Regions from separate parts of the Gasterosteus aculeatus genome. Here all the other regions are linked to region 2. Evidence: chromatin contacts called from public Hi-C data. All regions are on one chromosome and are shown on one strand. Each heading gives the region's core, a stretch centred on a gene start, on an enhancer-like site or on the middle of the called end of the contact. The rest is flanking DNA. Distances are from core to core; before and after follow the strand shown. Region 1 overlaps LOC120812653 (a long non-coding RNA gene). Region 2 holds the start of tle3b (TLE family member 3, transcriptional corepressor b). Region 3 has its middle 11 kb from the start of LOC120813991.

Region 1 (2,808 bases), core at 25-2,524, 73 kb after region 2:
TTTTCTTCATCACTATTAGAATTAGAATTATTGTTGTTTAGTTACAAAATAACGTGTTTTGAGGTTTAAAAGCCAGCGCTTGCTGCTTCAGTCACCCTGGACCGACTAGGTTTACTTTTCCAATCAGCTGCAATACTGGATGATTACCCAGGGGGGGGGGGGCAAAGGCGAGGTAAACGCGGATAAACGCGGCCCTCATATTGAAGTAGAAGCTTGAAGCTTTTCTAAACACGACACATGAGCAACACATGTATACAATGAATGCACGTCATTTTACTGAATCCACATATTGTCGAATTATTATTATTTCATCAAACTACACTCAAAGGGTGTCACGGTGTGGTTTTATATCCGGTCTTATTTTGTAGTTTTCTGCTTCTTGTCTCCCTGGGTAACTTCACTTCCTGCCTTGTCCTGCCATCCCCTGTGATTGTCTGATTGTTTCCACCTCCAATCACCTGCACCTCCTTAGTGTATTTAAGCTGTGTGTGTCTCCTGTCGCTTGTCGCGTCATTGTCTATCGTCCTGGATGTGCCTCGTTCCTGTCTGCCTTTTTGCCCCCCTGTTCCTGTCTGCCTTTTTGCCCCCCCTGTTCCTGTCTGCCTTTTTGCCCCCCTGTTCCTGTCTGCCTTTTTGCCCCCCTGTTCCTGTCTGCCTTTTTGCCCCCCCTGTTCCTGCGTGTGTTTTTGCCACTTGGCCATTTTTGTTTTGGAGTTTAAAACTCTGCATTTGAGTCCTGCCTTCCTACTCAACCCTGACAAAGGGGGCCGCTATCGGATTTAGTTGTTCTTACTCTGCCAGTCCCTTCTGCTCACTTTGTTTCAGCGCCGTGCCAACGGAGGGGAGAGAACTGGCAGAGCAAGTTTAAAAATGTAGTCCAACAACAAGGATTTGTAACTTCATCTTTTAATTGCAAGTGGGTTGATTTTGGCACAGATGACACACAGATTGGTGGTGATGGACGCGCCAAGGCTGTGGGTGTGGCAACACAACAGTTCCTTCTCCAGAAGTACAACGCCATGAACATAAAACCAGCACTCAAAACTTTTCTACTGACATACAAACATTAACGGTGACTCCGGATAGCCGTCGCTGCACCTGCAGTGACTGTCAAGGGCTGGTAGATGAATGTCCCTCCTGCTAAGCTCGATCTGGATTTGTTTGCGCAGCTTCTACCGAGATGTTATCTATCTCATGAAGAATTATGAAAGCGTTCTTGTGGTGACGAAGCCCTGCTTGGAGTTTTAGAGTGAAGGTTCCTTGTAGATGTGCAGATAGAGTGGATGAGTGGGTGGACCAACGTGGGTGATGCATGCACAAACAATGTGAGCAGACAGTAGGTCTGCTCATGTGTAACTGATTGTTTCAGAGAGAAATAAAGCCCAAAACATTCTGAGCTGCGAGGGAGACGTTGAATGTGAGTCTACCCCTCGAGGTGGATGCGTGAAGTTAAGTTGTTCCTTAACTAAAGTAGAATATTAGACACTAACAAACTAAATTTGTTTTGCAACTTTATGTTACTGGAAAGTATTTATTGTGATACTATAGATTGAAAACTGGATCTTGTCGTCAGTATTTTGTTCAATGGGATGAAGAGAAGCTGGCTGAAGTTAACGGAGACATCAGCACCTAAAATGACTGGAACAATGAAAGATTACAGCTTCAGACCCTTGAGAAACAGACACCACAGAGCTACAGGAACACGATTAAACCCAAGCATAAAAAAGAAAAATAGTGAGCAACTGTTACTAGGTGTTGAGTCGGTGAAGCTCCTCCAGAATCAAACTAGCCAAGCAATCAAAAACGTCACAAAATATATCTTAAACCTTAAACTGGGGCTGCTGGGATTGTGACAGAAAACTCATTTTCACATCTGTTTCAGCGGCTTAACAAATCTAAATGGGTCTCCTGAAGCTCTGTTCTGGGACCGGTTCAATAATTCATTGGATCTGAGCTCAGGACGTCACCTCCACCGCCTCAGGCTTCTTGGCCACGACCGGCGCTCGGGCCGGGATGGCCGCCTTCTGCCATTAGCACGGCTCTGATCAGATTTACGGTTGGGCCTTTGGCCAACAGAGAGGCCCGGAGAAGGAGAGTCCTGGCCGCCATGGCTGAAGCACACGGGGGGGGGGTCATTTAGCAGGCTGCAGTGACCACTGATGCACCGCACTTAGCATGCCGCCGTCATTCGGGCACACGGTGCGTGATGCCCCCGCCAGGAAGAGAAGCAGTGCAGGTGGCTCAGCACGTGAGAACAAGCCCTTTTGATTTCCCCTCTAAATACCCTGGTACACCCACTGATATTTGTTATTTTAGGCATCAATGATGGAGGTCAGTATAGTGAAGGTTTCATGTAACCGTGTCTGGGCCCAAAGAGCAAATCAACGCCGACTAAAGAGGAAACGATGATGTCACAGAAGGAGGGATTGGAGGGAAGAAAATCAAAAGATAGAGAGTGTGTCGAGCGGCGGCGACCCTCCCACAGCCCTACCTGTGGTGGAACAGATTGGACCCGCTGCAGCGCGTTCTGATTGCCGCGGCGCTTGAGCGTCAGCTGACAGATGGCTGCCTGCAAGCAGCCCGGTGCGGCGGGCCGTCCGCATCCTCCACTGATTGGAAGCTCATGCACACACGCGGCCAACACGCCTCGCGCCCACGTACATAGACTGGTGACATTAAAAGCAAAAAGGGTGAGGGAGGAACGGAGGACATGGTTGTTTTTCATATTGGTGGCACGTTGCTGTTCCTCCCCACGGGTCGCAGCCATTGTTCACAATCAGACAGGATATATGAAAGGAGGGAATAAGG
Region 2 (2,817 bases), core at 70-2,569:
ATATTGAATTTAGTTGAGGTCTCGGGTTTCCTCTGCATTTTAAAAATACCTCGCATTAAAGAATTGAATCGGAGTGAGATACACGTTTTTATCATTGGACAAGTTGTAAACATTAATTCAAAAAGAATTCACATTTTCAAATATCCTCGAGTCGCTGGCCAATATTAATTTAACATTTTGTGACATATCCTTCACAGACTGTAGTTGACGTTTCCTGTTAATTTCCCTGCCGACGTCAACACGCATTTTTAAAGATTACACTTTCAAAAATAATTTCAGGAAAAAAAATGAGCGCAGGACCAAACGTGTGAAACAAGCTCATGTTTGAGCGCGGTAAAAGCTTTGTTTTGCAGCAAATGTTTTCGTGGGGGAGGGGGTTGAAGAGGGGGGAATCAAACTGATATTTAGCCCCTACTGGCTTTTTTTTTCTCCCTGCTTTTGTTTTATGCAAGGCTCTTTTTACCACATGGTAGTGACAGATTGTTTGAGCTGAAAGGAAAAGCCATTCAAAGCTAATTAAGCAGCCATTCCAGGCACTATTCGCAGGCAGGAGGGAGAGTAGCACAGGCATTTGTCAGCGCCGTACCCAACGTGGGTTTAATTGACAACCCTGCCTCCTGACTGACAGCTTTCCAGCCTCTCGGCCAATTGGAAGGCACGCAGGGAGACGGCTGTGATGCCATTGGCTGGAGAGCAGTGAAGAGCCAGGAAGCGGACCCACGTGGGGCCGGGCAAAGAGAGCAACACTTGATAGGCTGAAATCCGCAAGCGCAGACGTGTTGCAGCCTACCTAGTGGTGCCGATAGGGAAGCTTGTAGATGCTTGAGGTCTCGTTAGAAATAGGTCGATCAATTGAAGTCAATCAAAGCACACGGCTGTAGATTAAGCGGTATTCACATCTTCTACGCACTTTAGGTCTCAAATAGAATTCTACGAGCTCTCATTTTTCAGGATTTCAATTTCTCTGTCTTTCCTTGATTTAGGATGCAGACAGTGTGATCTTCCTATTCTAGATTTTGAACCGTTCAGGGTCGGACTTAATGCTTTTCAGGAGGCTACATTCTGGATTTGGTTAGTGGGGTTATTTATTTGTATACCCCCAGCAAAACGTCTCTGAACCTACACCCACAGTTTTGAAACGCCGGTAGAAACACACTAATATATAAATAATCGTCTTTTGTTTTGAACAAGTTGTCGAAAGCACCGAATGTCACTGCAAATTCAAAATGGCGAACGTGTGTGAGGTCACGTACCGCGGGCCTATCAATGCGCCCGCGCGCCGTTCCCCCCACGTGGGGGACACCGCGATGTGATTGGCCGGTGGCGCTAAACTCCTCCGAAGAACCCCATTGGCCAACGCGGGGCCCTCTCTCGGTTCGTCGTGTCAGTGCACAGTCTGTGTGTGGTACAGCGCGCGACGGAGGAACCGGGTTTACCCACCAGTGAGCTCGTGGTATATTTCACAACGGCCGACATTTTTCACGAGAAGGAGCCGTTTATCCGCCACAAAACAACACATTTTGGACTTACTGGAAGACTCCCGTCCGACCCTTTGGATTCTAATATTCTTTCGAGTTTGTATGCCGTCGACAACTAGTCTCGATCGAGGGGTTTCCAACGTCCGACCGGACGGAGAGACGCTCTCCGCCTCGGGATCACCTTTTTAAAGGACTCTCACGGGGGGCGAAGAAGTGAAAAATACAAACCGCGACGGACATTTGTCCGTATCGTTCCGTGGTGACGGCTACACGTGAAGGATAATACGATTTTTGTTTCTGGATAGTACATATTTTCTTCACCTGTGAGGAGGGGAGGAATCCGCCCAGACAAAGGTAAAAAGGGCGACATGAGGAGAGCCGCTAACGAGACTCCGTCGTGGTGCGGCTTTATGGCAGCCGACTTCGAAAGCCGCAGCTCCTTGTCTTTTTCTCATGGCTTTCAACCCCCCCCCCCCCACGGATCAGCAAAAACGACCCGTGTTACGTCTGTGTTCTTGTTCCCCTTTGTGGAAGTCAACTCGTTAGAATTGCGAGAATCTCAAAGCGTCGTGTTGTTGAGGTTGTGGGGGAAAAAAGGTCAACTTCGGGATTAATTTTACCCTCTTTGTCATCCAAATCGATTCGACAATTTATTTTGCATAAAATGGGGATTATGAGGTAAAATAATAAAAAAAAACGTCATTTCCCAATTAGTATTTTTCTAAAGACATTTAATTTTTAACATCGGCCAACGAGTAGGCTCCCATCCGCCCGGTTAAGTTCACGATACAGCTTTTAACTCTTAACACCCGAGGAGCTCCGGCCGCCTGCGGCGAAAGTGCTTCAGCTGCTCAGCCGTCCCTCGTTCTTTCTCCCCGCGTAGGTTCAAAGGAGAGGCCGAGGAGGGGACGCTCCAGCGCGCGCCCCGCCGCCCAGAACAGCGCTTTTGTCCGCCGCCATCCTGCGTGTACAGGGGAGGGGTGGCGGTGATTTACCGCACCTTCACCGGCACTAAGGAAGGAAGGAAGGAAAGAAAGGAGAAGGGGGAAAAACACCGAATCCACTCGTGCAAAAGGACGCGACATGTATCCCCAAGGCCGGCATCCGGTAAGTAGCTGCCTTTTTTTTGTGGCCATTGTTTGTAAATTGATGCTAATGCGCCGCCGTTGGAAGAAGCCTAATTAGCTCGTGAGAGCGGAGCTGCTGATCCACACCTTACTATTTATGGTGCGCATCTGCAGCCGCCCCGCTCTCGCTGGCTGGGAGCAGATCGGAGCTTTTGGTCCAACTCGGGGAAAGTAGATCACCTCCTGCTGCAATCAGACTGCATTTCTCGGTG
Region 3 (3,017 bases), core at 301-2,800, 89 kb after region 2:
AGGGGAAACATGGATGTCAGAGACAGCAGGTGTGAAGTGAGATTAGAAAGCACAGGAAGGAGGAGGAGGAGGAGGAGGACGGATGATAATGGGGAAGGAAGTGAAGAAAAACACAAGGACCGTGTTGACAGTGCCCGGGCCCGTGTCTCACTTTGTATGCAAGCAAGTTATGTTTAAGTTAATTCTGTATGCTCGTGCAGCAGCTGCGCACACACACACGCCACTAATAGCTTTTGTTTCTCCTCGGAGAATCAGCGAGTCATCGGGCCCGTGTGATGGACAGCCTGGTGGCTGGCACCGGTAGATGAAGAAAGCTCCCGGGCCGTCCACTCCTCGGAGAAGCAATTATCTCGTAGCCTCAGCTCCACGCCATGGGCCTGCATGAGAATGAGCCCGAGGCCGGGCCTCAATATCTGGCACACACACACACACACACACACACACACACACACCACACACAGTGAGGGATGAACACCCAGGATCACACATAGGAAAGGAGGGAGGTAAACTAGGACGAGAGGATGTGTCGGTACTGTCCTTCAGTGATCAAGTTTCTTCAAACTGGCCCGCTGGAAGTGCTGAATGTAGCAGCGATGCAGTGTGTCACTGCAGGTTTAAAGCACTTCCACGGCTCCCTGAGGGTGAAATAAATGTAAAATACCTGCGTCTGGGGTGGAACTTCAGGCAGAGGGTCAAAGGAACAGCAGCATTTGGTGAAACACTAAACGATCACGTTGCGTTTATCGTTCTTATCAAATGAATCGAAAACAATATCATCAGATGATGTCATGTTTGGGCTTCGGTAAAATGTAAAACATTTGATTGAAAAGCGGGATAACTGCTGTTTGGAATGAGCAGCAGGCACATTTGGCACATGTAAACAAGCACAGAACCACAGTCAATATTAGCCTGTTTGTTTGTTTGCTTGCCGAGCCGGCGATCACTTACACCGGTGTTCGGTGCCCAGAACAAACAGCCTTGCAGGAGGATGCATCCCAACCAGCTGAAGACGCTTGTACTTCCTGCCCGTTCCTCCTGAGATAAAGCGGCAAACATTTTCCCAGCTGCTCTCTCTGCGTCCTCCGCTGCTCCGCTTCCTCCTGCAGCGCGAATGTGAGCAGGTGTGTAAGAGGTGTCACGAATAAATCTATAGTAGTTCTCCCACATCCCGTTCTATCTTTGATGAAATGTGTTTGTTTGAGGGATTACTACTAAGATACGCTAACGTAAATATTGACCGGGCTGATATCTGCGGCGTTTCTGTGCTTCACCATCTTGTTGATGCTGATGGTGCGTATATCTGGGATCGGACAATACAACAGTCTTCTTATTGATAACGGCCAGCGTGCATCTGGAGCCGGAAGCTTCGTTCCTATGATCCCATTAGGTCAATTAAATCGACCAAACGTTTGCTAGATTTATGGTCACAATCTCAGCAACAAATCGGCGTCTTTGTGCACCGACAGCCGTTCAAAGTAGAGCTTTTCCCTTAAAACACCCGTCAAACAAACCACGGTATCTGTGTTTGTCGTGGCACATCACCAGAGAACACGGAGCCCGGACCACGCAAGTAGAAGAAGTGATCACGGGGCCCTCGACTTTGCTCATGAACCGATGGTCAGTTGCTCGTGTCGGCTGACATCCGACTTCCCGGGAAAACGCAAAACACACACACACACACACCGACTTTCCTCTACAAAGCCCCAACGTCTGTGTTGATTTGCGCCAACAAATGGATAACGTGTGAGAATCTGTGACCCGCGCCGCCGAGCGCCACGGAATCACACCTACAGAGAAACCACGGTAGATCTCCGTCAAACGAGGAGGCCTGAATTCCTTTCTCTTTTGTTTAGTTTTTTCCTTCCCACTTCTTCGTTTTGTCCCACCGCTGTATTGTTGCTGCTGTGCGCCGTGTGGACTTAGCTGACGGGGAGACGACACTTAGCACACAGAGACACACACACACACACACACACACATAGCAACTCCTGCGTCTCCGTGTGTGCTCTGCTAATATTTACACTGCCAGGTCGAACACTGCCGCTATTGAGTTTGGCCATTCAGAATAATGTTTGACTAGCATTAGGACAACAGTGTCTGGGCACTGAGGCCCCTGCGGTAGCAGCGCAGATAGAAAAGGGGAAGACTGGGGACGCGGACTGATGTCATCTTTTCACACCGGTTAAACATTCAGTGAGTCGGTGGAGGTTTTTTTTTTTTTTTTTTTTTGTGTGTTGTTGGTTTTTTTCTTTGTTCTGCCCCTTTGTATGTGTGGAGGCGTGTGGACTGACTAATGCTATGTGGATATAGCATCCGGCTTTGTATTTGTTTCTTGTTCGTCACGATCAAGACAAAGTCGCTCAACGGCGAAGACGGAGCGATTATCGGATTGACGTGCTATAACAAAAAAAAAACAGATCTGACTTGAGGAGGAATTCCTTCGACTTGGTGAAACATTAGCCCGGGGTTTGTGTTAGTTCAGCGGTCGGTTTGTGTTTACGGTCGTCGATAGCCGACAGGCGAAGTTCACTGGCCGCATGTCTGTCATCCTCATCACTGGAGCACGTCGTAAAAGCTCACCAGCGGGTCAATCATTGTCCAGTGCTAAAGTGTCTAGTGTCACACGCTCTCTGGTGGAAGGTGATCCACGGGCGGATAAAGGGCGGCCTGCATAGGGCGCTGGCTTTAATGCACAGGTGGGATCGACAGGTACACAACAAAGAGGAGCCTCTTTCATGGATACCGCTGCCCTCTGCTGGTGATGAATATTCATTATTCACCAGAGTCTGGTAAATCATGTCAATATTGACAACAGCCGAAAGCTATGAAAAATGTGTTTTCCATTCTGGGCGCTATAGGTACTTAAGTTGTGATTGCACACGCCATGGAAGCAATTGTTATGTCAGTTGACCGTTGAGCTTCTCCCCACTTCCTTTAGATTTGGACATTTAATCATTTCAATGCAATTACAATCTGTGACTTCCTGAAGAAGGTCACTGTTTATTGATGCAAACTCA

The links. A called contact is a pair of places that touch in the nucleus more often than the background predicts.
Region 1: a contact with region 2 is called in a Hi-C map of skeletal muscle, with 2.2 times the contacts expected there. The contact joins the enhancer-like site here to the promoter of tle3b in region 2. A contact is called at or near these places in 3 of 6 Hi-C or Micro-C datasets (skeletal muscle and whole body).
Region 3: a Hi-C map of liver shows a contact between it and region 2, with 2.6 times the contacts expected there. The contact joins the enhancer-like site here to the promoter of tle3b in region 2. A contact is called at or near these places in 4 of 6 Hi-C or Micro-C datasets (liver, skeletal muscle and whole body).

What each region holds. Positions count from the first base shown.
Region 1 is chr12:20,543,032-20,545,839 of fGasAcu3.hap1.1, forward strand. The region is part of intron 1 of LOC120812653 (a long non-coding RNA gene); the gene reads left to right. Among protein-coding and RNA genes, the nearest start is that of LOC120812653, 3.6 kb to the left of the region's middle. Within about 2 kb of position 1,275, at least 2 of the 9 cell types and tissues checked have open chromatin away from gene starts, as enhancers often do.
Region 2 is chr12:20,469,879-20,472,695 of fGasAcu3.hap1.1, forward strand. tle3b (TLE family member 3, transcriptional corepressor b) reads left to right here and starts at 1,320. Exons shown (of 21, transcript XM_078085653.1): 1 at 1,320-1,832; 2 at 2,362-2,585. The coding sequence starts at 2,562.
Region 3 is chr12:20,558,836-20,561,852 of fGasAcu3.hap1.1, forward strand. No RefSeq gene overlaps it. Among protein-coding and RNA genes, the nearest start is that of LOC120813991, 11 kb to the left of the region's middle. Within about 2 kb of position 1,551, at least 3 of the 9 cell types and tissues checked have open chromatin away from gene starts, as enhancers often do. A contact at or near this core is called in liver, where this site is marked.